Linked DNA regions of Rattus norvegicus: region 1 is linked to region 2. A link is a contact called in public Hi-C data. All regions are on one chromosome and are shown on one strand. Each heading gives the region's core, a stretch centred on a gene start, on an enhancer-like site or on the middle of the called end of the contact. The rest is flanking DNA. Distances are from core to core; before and after follow the strand shown.

Region 1 (6,562 bases), core at 630-3,129, 200 kb before region 2:
CCTCTTATGATAAGCTAACTCAGGCCACCTTGACAATCACCCCTGTTGTATTCTTCCCTGTAGACTGGGTTTCACTGCGGTCCTGAGTGTGACACAGTGTAGAGCCTATGTCTACTAAAGCTGCCGAGGGTGGTTGGAAGGCTCCGCAGTATCAATGACAGGACGCTGCAGGTTCTCTGGGCTTTCAGAAGGAGCATACATTGCGGCCCTGGCTAGTTTTAGGTCAGCTTAACACAAGCTAAAGTCATCAGCGAGGGGGGAGCATCAGTTGAGAAAATGCCTCCATAAGATCCAGCTGTAAGGCATTTTTAAAATTTTCTTCCTCCATAATTCACTTTAAAAGGAAAACTTTTTATTGATTCTTTGTGAGTTTCACATTATGCAGCCCAGTCCCATTCATCTCCCATACCTTCATCCCTTCGTATCCACCCTTTGTCCTTGCCACCTCCCCACAAAATAGCCTCTCTCTCTCTCTCTCTCTCTCTCTCTCTCTCTCTCTCTCTCTTCTCTCTCTCTCTCTCTCTCTCTCTCTCACACACACACACACACACACACACACACACACACACACACAAAGAGAAAAAGAAAAAAGACCTAGAAAACATCTCATTGTAGAAGCTGCAGTGTGTCCCACAGTACATCCTTCTGTCCCACACCGTCACTTGCAAATGTTCATTGCAGTGAGTCATTGGCCTGCGCTTCCAGGTCTCTGGCTCCTGTGACACCATCCACATTGGATTGTCACCAGGACTCCTCCTCATTATCCTGTTGTTGCTTCATGTTGTGGGGATCCTACAGCTTTGGATAAGCAGGACTGGCCCTTTCGTGTGTCCCAACCATTTGCAAACGATATAGATTTTGGAGTAGGCCAATTCAGAGCCCGGGATCTGGGCACGGGTGGTAACTGAGAGGGTCAGCGCCTCAACGTTCCCTTCTCTGTACCTCCAGGGATAGCTGTCCAGCACGGCTCCAGCTAGACCACCCAGTGCTGACGTGGGCAGGAGGCACGTTCATCTCTCCTGTTCTCATGCCCTCTGGCCTGGATCCCCGTCCCTTCACCGTCAGGGCCAGCTCCACTGTGCTGCCCAGTTAAGGTGCAGAGCCAGCTCTTCTGAGTGCTGCTGCTAGTGAGGGGGTGGGGCTAGTGAGTCATGTCTTAGTGATTGATTGATTGATTGATGGGGGAGGGCCCAGGCCATCCCTGGGTAGGAGGTCCTGGGTTTTAAGGCTGAAGGCTGACGAGATGCCTCAGTTCATTGGCTGCTCTTCCAGAGGTCCTGAGTTCAATTCCCAGCAACCACACGGTGGCTCACAACCATCTACGATATGGTCTGATGCCCTCTTCTGGCATGCAGGTGTACATGCAGCTAGAGCACTTATATACATTAAACAAACAAACAAATCTTTTTTAAAGATAGCAGGCCATGTAAGCCAGTAAGCAATAGCCCTCCACGGTTTCTGCATCAGCTCCTATCTACAGGTTTTAGCCCTGTTTGAGTTCCTGTCCCGAATTCCTTTAATGATGGATTACTATATGGAAGTGGAAGCCAGATAAGCCATTTCCTTCCTAACTTGCTTTGATATTTCCTTACAGCAATTAGAAACCCTAATTAAGATATCTTCACTTCCTGCCCCTGCTCTTTTGGTCTGGGAGGCTGAGTTTTCCACCAGGGGGAAGCACACGACCGTGCTCGAGTTCACCAGCCTTCCCAGATCCCCGGAGCATGGAGCACTCACCGCCTCCCGAGATCCAGCGTCAGACACTGTCCCGCCCTCCTGCTCAGGGGAAGAACTGGGCAAAGCACCTACCATCTGCACCCACTGAGTGGCTCAGACGTCCTCAGAGGGCACAAACCGGGTCCGCCCCTTCCGCCCCATGCGCACTCGGGACTCGCCTGTTCCCTGGGCGACGGTCAACACAGGCAGGGCTGCAAAACACAGCTGGGCACAGATGCTGTCCCAGCCTGGAGTGTTTTTGGTCCCCATCTGCCACTCTCTCTGAGCTCGAGATCCGGTGTGGGACGATGTGGGAACACCTTGTGCAGGTTATTCTGGGTTAAGACGAGAGAGTCTCAACCAGTCTTTCTCTTTTCTTTCTTCTCTTCCTCTCCTGCTTATCTAGCCTGCCATGGGCAGCCAACACACTGGGCTTCCTAGAACCACATCATCAGGGTACCAACTGCCCCCTACCAGGCAGCTTGCCACAATTTCCCCGGGCCGGGATGGCCCGGCAGCAGGCAGGGCTCTCGTGGGTGGTTCCCAGGGGACTCTAGCCCCGGGTGTGCAGCAGGACCAGCTGTGGAGGGAGCTTGTGGAAGCCGAAGCGCGGGGCCAGCGGCGTTGGTGAGTGTCCTGCCCCGCCTCCTTTCTCCCTGAGACCTCCCACACCTCCACTCGCCTTGGTCTGAGAAAGTGCTGAGGATATATGGAAAGATCAGAGGGGGAGAACATGGAAGTAGGGTGTGAGAGAGGTCAGCAGAGGCTCAGACTATGGAGGAGCCAAGGCACTCTTTCCCAAAGATAGCAGGGAATACAGGCATAGACAGGGCTCTGGGCCCATCTCCGGACAAACAATAACATCTCTATCCTCTTCTGGGAAGAAGTTGGCAGCTGGAAACCAGGTACTGCCTGGGGCGGGATGCTGGTCTGGGGGTTGGGTTGGGGAGCCTTGTTCTTGCTTTTATTCAGTGAAGAATACTAGGGGAAGCGTGGTAGGTTTGTTTGCCCAGGGTACCAAGGGGGTCTCCCTTCCAGGACAAAAGGCAACTAAAACACGTTAGGCTTCAGCTTTACATATTAGACATTTTTTTTTTCGGAGCTGAGGACCGAACCCAGGGCCTTGCGCTTGCTAGGCAAGTGCTCTACCACTGAGCTAAATCCCCAACCCCTCATATTAGACATTTTTAAAGAATGCACAAGTGGGGCCAGAGAGATGGCTCAGTGGGTAAGAGCACTGACTGCTCTTCCAGAGATCCTGAGTTCAATTCCCAGCAACCACATGGTGGCTCACAACCATCTGTAATGGAATATGATGCCCTCTTCTGGTTTGTCTTAAAAAAGCTACAGTATCTGCGCATGCATATATATATATATGTATATATATATATGTATGTATATATATGTATATATATATCATCTTTTAAAAAAACAGAAATGCCTTTCTATTACTGTGATAAAACACCATGACTAAGGCAGCTTACAAAGCCCACCCAATGACACACCTCCTCTAACAAGGCCTCACCTCCTAATCCTTTCCAAACAGTTCCACCAATAGGAGCCAACTGTTCAAATAAATAAGCATATAGAGATCATTCTCATCCAAACCATCGCAAAAGGTGATGACCAAAGGCTGCAATCCCAGCATTGGGAAGGTAGAGTCAGGAGGACCCAAAGGTCAAGTTTGCCTGCTGTAACTTGTACACCTTTAATCCCAGGGGCAGAGGGGCAGAGGGGCAGAGGGGGAAAGGGGCAGAGGGGCAGAGGGGCAGAGGGGCAGAGGGGCAGAGGGGCAGAGGGGCAGAGGGGCAGAGGGGCAGAGGGGCAGAGGGGCAGAGGGGCAGAAGCGCAGAGGGGCAGAGGGGCAAAGGGGCAAAGGGGCAAAGGCAGGCAGATCTCTGTGAATTCAAAGCCAGCCTGGTTTACATAGAAAGTTCCAGGCCAGCAGGACCACAATAAGAACCCATCTCAAGTTTAAATAAGAGGAGAAGAAGAAGAAGGAGGAGGAAGAGGAGGAGGAAGAGGAGGAGGAGGAGGAGGAAGAAGAAGAAGAGGAAGAGGAGTCGTTGTCGTCCAAGGTCATTGTCAGCTACATCAAGAGTCCTGAGCATGGACTGGAGAGATGGCTCAGAGGTTAAGAGCACTGACTGCTTTTCCAGAGGTCCTGAGTTCAATTCCCAGCAACCACATGGTGGCTCATGACCATGTGTAATGGGATCCGATGCCCTCTTCTGGTGTGTCTGTAAATAGCTACAGTGTACTTATATAAAAATAAAAAATAAATAAACCTTTAAAATTTTTTTCTGAGCTAACCTGGACTAGAATAAAAGAAGAAATAAGGATCATGTAAACTAGAAGCGCTAAACACACCTGGAGTAGGACGAATATGTGGAAATCACAAAAGCAAGATAGAAAAAGTAACTGGCCACTCTGTGTGCTGCTCCATAAATAAAGCATGGGCACTTGGCATTCATCGTGGTTACATAGCGTTTTAATTCCCCCATGGTAATACAAACACTTAAAGACATAGTAGAAGTTAATTTTCAGGATATTCCAGAAAACAAACAAACAAACAAGATACAATCGAGCTGGAGAGGTGGCTGAGTGGTTAAGAGCACTGGCTGCTCTTCCAAAAGACCTGGGTTCAATTCCCAGCAACCGCATGCTGTCAGTATTTCTAGTTCTAGGGAACCCGACACCCTCACACAGATCTATATGTCAGCAGAACACCAGTGTACATTAAGAAACAAACAAACAAAAAACCTTGATAATCGTGTGCTTTCTTTCCAGGGCTGAGAATTGGGGTTTCCTGAAGGACTATGACCCTCTGGTAAGACACAACCCCCAACCTCCAGAAAACTGCTTTCAGTGTGGACATCTGCCCTTTCTTTCTTCCTTCATTTAACTAAATTTTTTTTGAGGACCTACTCTGCGCTCTGAGCAGAATAGAAGTGAGGAATAAAAGTGTTGTTTTAAGTAACTAGGGGTCTAATGGAAAAGAAAATATTTATATAGAACACTTAGAAAAAAAGTATCCAGTATTTGTTGATTTTATTAAAGATATATTTTCACTGGGAGGTGGTAGCACATGCCTTTACTCCCAGCACTTGGGGGACAGATGCAAGTGGATCTGAGGTTGAGACCGGCCTGCTCTACGTAGAGAGTTCCAGGATAGTCAGGGCTATGCAGAAAAACCCTGTCTCAAAAAAACCAACCAACCAACTAAAGATATATTTTTCTTTTTGGAAGTGTGTGGTGTGTATATGTGTGTGCTTCCCTGTGTGTGTATGCTTGTATATACAGTTGTAGGAGAGAAAGGGGAGGCTGGAGAGACAGTTTTTCATAATATGGATATTGAGAACTGAACTCTCGACATTTGGAAGTGTGAGCCTTAGCCCTTAGTGGGTGAGCTATCTCTCCAGCTCTGCTGGTTTTAATAAAAATAAACCAACTGAGCCAGGTGGTGATGCACACCTTTAATCCCCAGCCCTTTGGAGGCAGAGGCAGGCACATCACTGTAGCATTAAGGCCTGTCTCTTCTGAATAGCCAGGGCTGCGGAAGTGGCTTGTGTCTGTCTTGTCTCATGGCTCATTTATTGAGGAGACTTCTCCCCTCCTTAAGGAGTCTGTTGTGTGTATGAATGTGTGCCCAAGTCCCCTGAGGACTTCTCAAGATGCTGTCCTTGAGTCCCCATCTCTAGTCTACCATCTACTCTGACTGAAATGGATGTTGTCAAGACCCTATCTAGCTCCCATCCTGGTTTCTAGTTCCAGACCGGGATATGAGAATCCAAGGACATAATGCCCAGCTTCTTCTTTATCCCATAAAGCGTGTGACCTGGGATGTCTCCTCCCCTCAGGGAAATAAGAAGGAGCCTCAGGAGCTGCCTGCAAATGTGCCCTTCTTCTCAGACACCTTCCCTTCCTCCACAAGCCGGGAAGTGGGCAGCAGGGTGGACACGCCTCTGGGGAGAGCCCTCAGCCACATGGACTTCTTCTTTGTGGAAGGCACTCGGAAGAAGAAGCCAGAGGATGAGCTGCAGCCAGTGTAGAGCCAGCTCTTGGGGCTGGTCACAGCAGGTGGGTATGGAGTGGACACAGGCCAGGAAGCCCTCACAAGTGCTCTTGGTTCAGTCCCACACCAGGCATGAGGAGGATTCCAGAAACCCTCCCAGGACCACAGAGCCTCAGCCCTTCCAGTTCAGGACCCCAGAGATTCTGGAAAGGGAGCCCAGTGTTAAAGCCAGGAGCGTGTTTAATGAGTTCAGTCTGACCTCATAACCATGCCCAGAGCTCTGTCTATCTGCAGGTGCTGGGGTACCCCAGACATGTCTGTGTACGCAGGTGCCCTTAGAGGCCAGAGAAGGCACTGGACCCCTGAAATTAGAGTTAGAGATGGCTGTGAGCCACCATGTGCATGCTGGGGATGGAACCTAGGTCTTTTGCAAGTGCTCTTAACTGCGGAACCATCTCTCCAGTCCCAGTCTTCACTTATCTTTCTTGCTCCTAGACTTTCACCTTGAATAGACATAACTGTTTGGTTAGCTGTGAGCATCTTCATCTCTGTCAGTAAGGCTCTGGCAGAGCCTCTCAGAAGATACCCATATTAGGCTCCTGTCAGCAAGCACTTATTGGCATCAGCAATAGTGGCTGGGTTTGGTGACTGCAGATGGGATGGATCCCCAGGTGGGGTAGTCTCTGGATGACTTTTCCTTCAGTCCCTGCTCCACTCTTTGTCCCTGTATTTCTTCCCGTACAGCTAACCATCAACATCAACCAACCAGACTCCCGCCCAGAGCTCCCTGGACTAAACCACCAACCAAAGAGAACACATGGAGGAACCCAT
Region 2 (6,937 bases), core at 3,611-6,110:
GCGGGCGGGGAAGGACGGTTAGGGAACAGCCTTCAGTCTCGGAGGGCTCAGAGATGTGGAAGTTGTGGCACGCCAGGTGAGGCTCACCCCGGCTACTTAAGTGGCTCCAAAAATTTGCTCACCAATTCTCAGTCAGCCACGCATTCCCATTAATAAACAATCAGAAGCCTTAAAAAAAAAATGGGATCAGTACATGCTACGGATAGAGAAATGAAATAGTGCTGGGTTACTGAGGTACAGGTAAAGGGCAGCAGCCCCAATGCTAGTCTTGCCCTGCTGCCGGGGGCTTGCTTGGAGGCTGCTGAGGCTGCATAAACTGCAACAACAATTTGCAATACATTTAGGAATTGCTTTTGCTCCCTGCACAGGTATACACGACAGCCATATGGGAGTGGCCCAGTTTTGTAGCTAGAAAGATGACCGACCACATCAAGGCTATGCTGAAGTGTTTGTTTTAAGCAGTGGAGACTCACCAAAGACTTCTGAACAAGACCACAACACAATCTCATTCATGGCCTATAAATGTGGTGCACGTGGGACATCGAATTGGCTAAAGGGTCAGGGGTGGGGCAGCTGGAGGCCAGGTGGACAACAGAGAAGTCGCACATACCACAAGTCACAGAACCTTTGCAGATGATTCTTGTCACCTCTGACAAGAACGTCTGGTAGCAGGTTAACTTAAGATGACATCCTGCAGCAAAGCCAGACTTTAGGACGGTCTAGGATTGAAATGACCGTGTGACATGCTGGGTGTGCAACCCTGAGGAGGAGGCTCACGCCACAGGCAGGGACTAACTGTCAGTGCTATTTTTACATGTGACCTTTCTCCAAACTTACTTTGGGCTAGCTACCAAAGCAAGCTTTTTCTTCTTCTGACATTTACATATTTTGCGTGTATGTGTGTGGTGTGCATGCTGAGGTCAGAGGACAACCTGTGGAGCCACTTCTCTCCTTCCAACATATGGTTCCTGGGGATTTAATTCAGGCTCTAAGGCTTGGCAGCAAGTGCCACAACCAAATGTGCTATCTGGATGGCCCGCAGGGCTTTTTTGAGACCGGTCTCACATAGCCCAGGCTAGCCTCAAATTCAACCTATTCCTAAGGATGACTCTGAATTTCTGATCCTCCTGTCTCCATCTCTAGAGTGTCAGGACTGCGGGCATGTGCCTCAACACCCATTTATTTAGTCCTGGGGATTGAACCTGGAGTTCTGTGCATGCTAAGTAAACACTATCACCTGAGCATGCACTCCGGCTTCATAGCGAGGTTCCTGAATTGAGAAACAAACTCAGCCTCTCACAGCGATGTAAAAAGCGTGTTAACAAGTATCCTGAAGTGTTAATATTCACTCATAGCTGCCTGCTGCAGGAGCTCCCTTTTAACCTAGAGTAAGAAGGCCAAGCTCTGCACAAAGACTGCCTAGCAGCTGCCCGTTTGCTTTAGAGGGCACCTCTTCCGCTTACACAGCTCAGTACAGGGACAGCACTCTAATGAGACATGAGCCCGTACCCTGCCATAAATGCAGATCCACTATATACCTGATGTACTGACAGAGGAAACAGGTTCTAAACCATCATTTGTTTTCTTCCCTGTATCTAAAACCTTTTCTTCTCTTTCTGAGACAGCTTCTTGCTATAAAGTCCTGGGTATTCTAGAACTCCCTATGTAGCTCAGGCTGGTTTTAAATGTGCCATCCTCCTGCTTCAGCCTCTGAGTGCTGGGGCCACGTAAATGTGCTCACCATGCTTGGCTAAGACTCTGACTGTGAAATCGCAAAGCCATCTTGCTGACACGTGGAAGGGCAGAAGAATGTCCATCCCCCAGTCCCAGTGGACACCATTCGAGACCTCAGGACCTTCAGAGAACACTTGGCAGTGACCATGATACGTGAGTTGCACATTTGACATGCTCTAACCCACTTCCCTGCTGCTCCAATTCTCATATCTAGAAACCTGTGTCTACACCTGGGAACACGGTGGAGTATTACCATCCCCTGGAACACAGTACAGTATCACCATACCCCCGGCCCCATCCCTTGTATCCACAGCTTTAAGTGGCTTTAGAATCTTCTCTAGAACCTTTGGAAGGTTGGGGTAATGATGGACAGGATCTCACTGTACAGCCCCGGCTGGCCTGGAACTTGCTATATAGCCTAGGTAGGCCTTTCACTCACCATCCTTCTGCCTCTGCCTCCCAAGGTCTGGCATTACAGAACTGGGCCACCACACCTGGCTAGAAGCTTTAAAGGTGGGAGAGAAAAATAAAAGATGACTTTTAGAGACTAATGTCCTAGGCACTTCCTCCTAAATAATTAATTCTCTCTATTCATAGGTTTCTCTGTATTAGCTCTCTGCGTGGGAGCAAGACTCTCTCAGGAGCTCACTGTACACTCATCTCTCTAAGGTGACTGCATTCATGTCACCATCCAGATCTTCCTTATCTTCTGATGTGCAAACCAAGTTCACCTCCATCCAGGACTATTTTCTCCCTGCTCCAAAGCCAAGAGCAGGTTTAAGCCATTTAACTTAACCTAGTAACAGACACTTAGTGAGATATGTAATCGCTCTGCACGATGGCTTATTAAGTCTTTGCATTCGTTAAAGTCAATTAAAATAAAAACACAACAAACCACTGACATGTTAAATCACTATTTTACAGGCAAGAAAATATAGAGTTTAACTTCATGTTCAATCCTTTGTCCATGGCCAGATCTTCACTACGATAGGCAATAGACGGAAATACACGAGACCTGCAGAGGACTGAGCAGTCAAGTACAGGATTGCTCAGGGGCACACAGAGTATGACTAACGGTCTTGAGGCTAAGGAAGGAAGGGCTAAAGACACTTGTCTTAGGACAAGTTACCCATGAATCTGGACTTCAGAGACCTCCATGACAGTATGGAAATGAGGCCAAGGATGGAGTATGGAACCTCAGAAAAATAATTTAGGAAAGGTAAACACGGAGCCAGATTATGATAAGAGGGCTCTACTTTTTTTTTGGTCCTGGGAGCACTAAGGAACCACTAATTCCTTTGACCAAATGAGATTAGAAACACTCCTTCAAGAGACCATCAGTTAAGGGTGAAGTGCACAGAACAGCGAGTGAGAGGCAGCAGGCAGCAATAGTGGCGGGAAACCTACTGGGATGGCATTATAGCACCATGATAGCACTTGATGACCTTGGGGTCAGGGTGGGGTCTGGAGGCAATTCTGAAAAAGAGAAAAAGGTGACAGCCATGCCCGGAGTGCTGGCTTGGACACCACAGGCGGTAAAGCATCATTCATTAAGGTGGGATTCGAGGAAGGTTGCTTTCTTAGGCAAGGGACTGTGAATCTGCTTGCTGCTTTTCCAGAAGGCTCAATTCATCCGTGTGCCAGCTTATAACCACTTGTTAACTTCAGCCCCAGGCGTTTTCTGGCCTCTAACACCATTTTCTGGCCTCTGTGAGCTCCATTCACATGTGACATACACACAGACTTTTTTTTTTTTTTTTTAAGTTTTAGATCTAAGCAGGGATATCTAACACACAGTTAGAAAGCTCTAGGAAAGATGTAGTATGGATTTGGAGCTACCTCAAGGCAACGAACGAAAAACACCAGATTGGATAAGAATATCCAAGACTTCAGAGGACGTTATCTTGTGATGCAGTACAAAAGGTTAAGTGGTTTTTCCAGAGTGAGCATTTTAGAGTGTCTGTCAATCCTTTAAAAACCTACCATGGTCTCGGGCCACAAGTTAGGTAGGAATAGTGAGTGGTCACCTACATGAGCAAACTGTAGAGAATTCTGGATGACACCCACATGTCTGAAAAGGAGAAGGGGACAAGGGGACCCACCATGGCTGTCCAAGGCACAACAAACAGTACTCAGCCAAGAGTGGTTAGTTGTGACACAAGATTAAGGTGTGAAACTGCTACTAGAATCGACAAAACAGGCAGTGATCTTGTTTACAACCATCATACTGAGTGCTTAGGACTCAAGTGCCCGGCACAGTCCTGGGTGGTAATGCAAGATCAAGTGGAAACTCAGCAGAAATCACTTTAAAAAAGGGGGGGGGGGGTGTTAGGGAGAGGCTGTCATCTGCAGTCATTCTGAGGTTCCTACCGAAGCTTCCTCATTACCTAGCCACAAGGCCAGACATCTCTGTACACACACCTGAGTCAATTCTGACAAACTCTAAGACAAGAATAACAATCTCAAGGTTGCTCTGAGGAGTCAGACAAGACAAGGTTCATGAACTATCTGGCACCGGATTGGCCAGAATGGCTTGGATATAGCTTGCCTTGCAGAGAACACAGCGATTGGGAGAAACGGACAAAAGACGGATCCACCAGGGACCCTGAGAAAGGTGGGAAGCACAGAATGGAGGGAACTCTCTCACTCTTTCATTTCCCCTGTCAAACAGTGAAGACAGAAAGGCAAGATCGCTCAGTTGGTTAAGGTACTTGCCACCAAGCTTTACAAACTCCACCAGAGTTCCATCCCGCGAACCACAAAGGTGGAAAGCATGGAACAGACTGCCGCCAAGTTGCCTTCTAAGCTCTACACGTGCCTCGTGGAATCCACGCGCCCGCGGTCCCCACCCCAACACAAAGTAAGTAAATCCAATTGAAACATTTAAAAGCAAAGGGCGGTCCAAGAATCGGGAGCTGCAAGGAGAGCCCCGGGACACCAAGAGACACTGTGCAGAGGGCCGGACGCAAGGGGCGCGTCCCACAGCACGCGACCCCCGTGGCCCGGGTTCCCGCTCACCAGTAGGTTCTCTACGTTGATGGGGTCCCGGCAGCGGCGGCGCACGGTCTCCTGAGCCGGGTCCACCAGCAGGCTGGGCAGTTTCCGCGCCGTCCGCTGCTGACTCATGATGTCCCGCGCCCCTCGCGCCCCACGCGCCCTCCCGCCTTTCCGGGAGGCTCGGTGCGCGCGCTCCCGGCCCCTTCAGCGCCGCCCGCTCCACCCACGGAGCACTGCGGCTTCACTCACGGAGCGTCGCGGTCCCACTCGCCTAGCGCTGCCCTCAGGCGCGGAGGGGATCGGGGTAGGCGCGCAGGGGGACCAGGGTGACCAGGGTGACCTCAGAGGCACTCAGGTCCCCGAGCCGGCCATCTTCCCGCATGCGCAGTGCGCCTGCCTTTGCACATGCGCACCGCCTTCCCTGGAGATCTCCCGCGCACACGCGTCCTCGCCCGCAGCTGACACCCGGGTGTTCCGGAGGATGGATCCTCGGAGAGGGTGGCGGGGAAGCGGGGGTGGGGAGAGGTAAGAAAAGAGGTGGAGCAGGGATTCCGGGGTACCAGAGTCGGCGCTCCCTAGTCCGGACCCGCGACCGGCGGACTGCAGGGGCTGAGTGCCCAGGGACGATGACAGTCCCGCTCCCATCACGCATCTAAGGGTGTTTAGCACATGCTCATAAACAAGCCATCCTGGAGGGACCAGAACGAGCGCCGTAGAGATCCAGGCAGGGAGATCATGTGTTTGAATTCGAAGTCAGCTAAAGTTCATCCTTAGAGTATACGTTGTCCCAAAAGCACAAACTTTTTTTTTTCTGTATCAGTTCTTGAATAGTTATTGTATCAGGTATTGGGCTGGCTCAAGAAGATACTGTTTTAAATATAACAGACTGGATCCAGAATCCAATGGAGGAGATAGATAAAACATCTTAACTGGAGCTTGGAGAGATGGTTCTACGTTTAGGAGCACTGGCTGCCCTACCAGAGGACCTGAGTTCAATTCTCATTACCCACACATTGGCTCAAACCATCTGTTAACTCCAGGCCCAGGGGAATCTAATGCCCTTTTTCTGATCTCCATAGGCACCAGGCACACACATGTTAATATGATATATATATATATATATATATATATACACACACACACACACATATACACACACACATATATATATGCAAAACACACACACACACACACACATATATATATATATATATATATATGCTAAACTAAACTTAAAAAAGAAAAGAGAGGGGTTGGGGATTTAGCTCAGTGGTAGAGCGCTTGCCTAGCAAGCGCAAGGCCCTGGTTTCTGTCCTTAGCTCCGGAAAAAAAAAAGTTACCTGGAGTCACAGATAGCTTTTCAAATTGTAAGATCTTAAGCAAGTTTCTAAAAGTCATTCTGTGACTTAGTTTCTCAATTTGTAATGTGGGGAGTTCTTACTGAATAAAGATACCAACTTGTTCTTTCTAAAGCCTGTCTCTATAAAATTGTTCCAGTAAACTGCCTCTCCCCGCCCCCACTCCGTGTGTCCTCTGATTCATTCTGTCAAATCTTTCTCTAACTTCTCACTTTGCCCTCAATTAGATGTTACTTTTAAACGTGGCTGCTTTCTTCTACAAACCAATCTTACGTTCATTATTAGGGATTAAAGGCATGTCTATATTCCATTCAGGTTGTACTATAATCCAGAGTGTGTCTGTATTTGGTCAGATCATATAGACCTAGAAAGTCTTTGGGTGTGATCCCTTGCCAGAGTAGCCCTGTTGCTGGATTAAAATCCCTTTACAATGTGATTTGGTGTTTTGCCTGCCTGCATGTCTCTGTGTGGGCATCAGGTCCTCTGGAATTGGAATTACAGACAGTTGTGAGCCACCATGTGGGTGCTGGAAATTGAACCTGGGTCCTCTAGAGGAACAGTCAGTGTTCTTAACCACTGAGTCATCTTTCCCACACCTATTCACTTATTTTTTTTTTTTTTTGGTTCTTTTTTTCGGAGCTGGGGATCGAACCCAGGGCCCTATTCACTTATTTTTAAATTATGGGTATGTGTGAGTATGTGCACATGAGTGCAATGCCTTCAGAGGCTTGAGGCTTCTGGTTCCCTGGGAGCTGGAGTTGCAAGTGGTTGTGAACCTCTGGTTATGGAGGCTCTGGTCCTCTTGGAAAGGCAGATGTGCTCTTAACTACAGAGCCATGTCTCCAGCT

The links. A called contact is a pair of places that touch in the nucleus more often than the background predicts.
Region 1: a contact with region 2 is called in a Hi-C map of Schwann cells, with 16 times the contacts expected there. The contact joins the promoter of C6h2orf50 here to the promoter of E2f6 in region 2. A contact is called at or near these places in 10 of 12 Hi-C or Micro-C datasets (the A7r5 cell line, the Rat2 cell line, Schwann cells and 6 more).

What each region holds. Positions count from the first base shown.
Region 1 is chr6:45,521,127-45,527,688 of GRCr8, reverse strand. C6h2orf50 (similar to human chromosome 2 open reading frame 50) reads left to right here and starts at 1,879. Exons shown (of 4, transcript NM_001415120.1): 1 at 1,879-2,343; 2 at 4,507-4,546; 3 at 5,577-5,796; 4 at 6,476-6,535. The coding sequence starts at 2,129. The coding sequence ends at 5,768. It overlaps LOC134479346 (a long non-coding RNA gene), which reads right to left and starts at 1,946. Exons shown (of 2, transcript XR_010052536.1): 1 at 1,810-1,946.
Region 2 is chr6:45,319,181-45,326,117 of GRCr8, reverse strand. E2f6 (E2F transcription factor 6) reads right to left here and starts at 4,860. Exons shown (of 7, transcript NM_001100717.2): 1 at 4,753-4,860. The coding sequence starts at 4,860. It also overlaps a transcript of Greb1 not described here.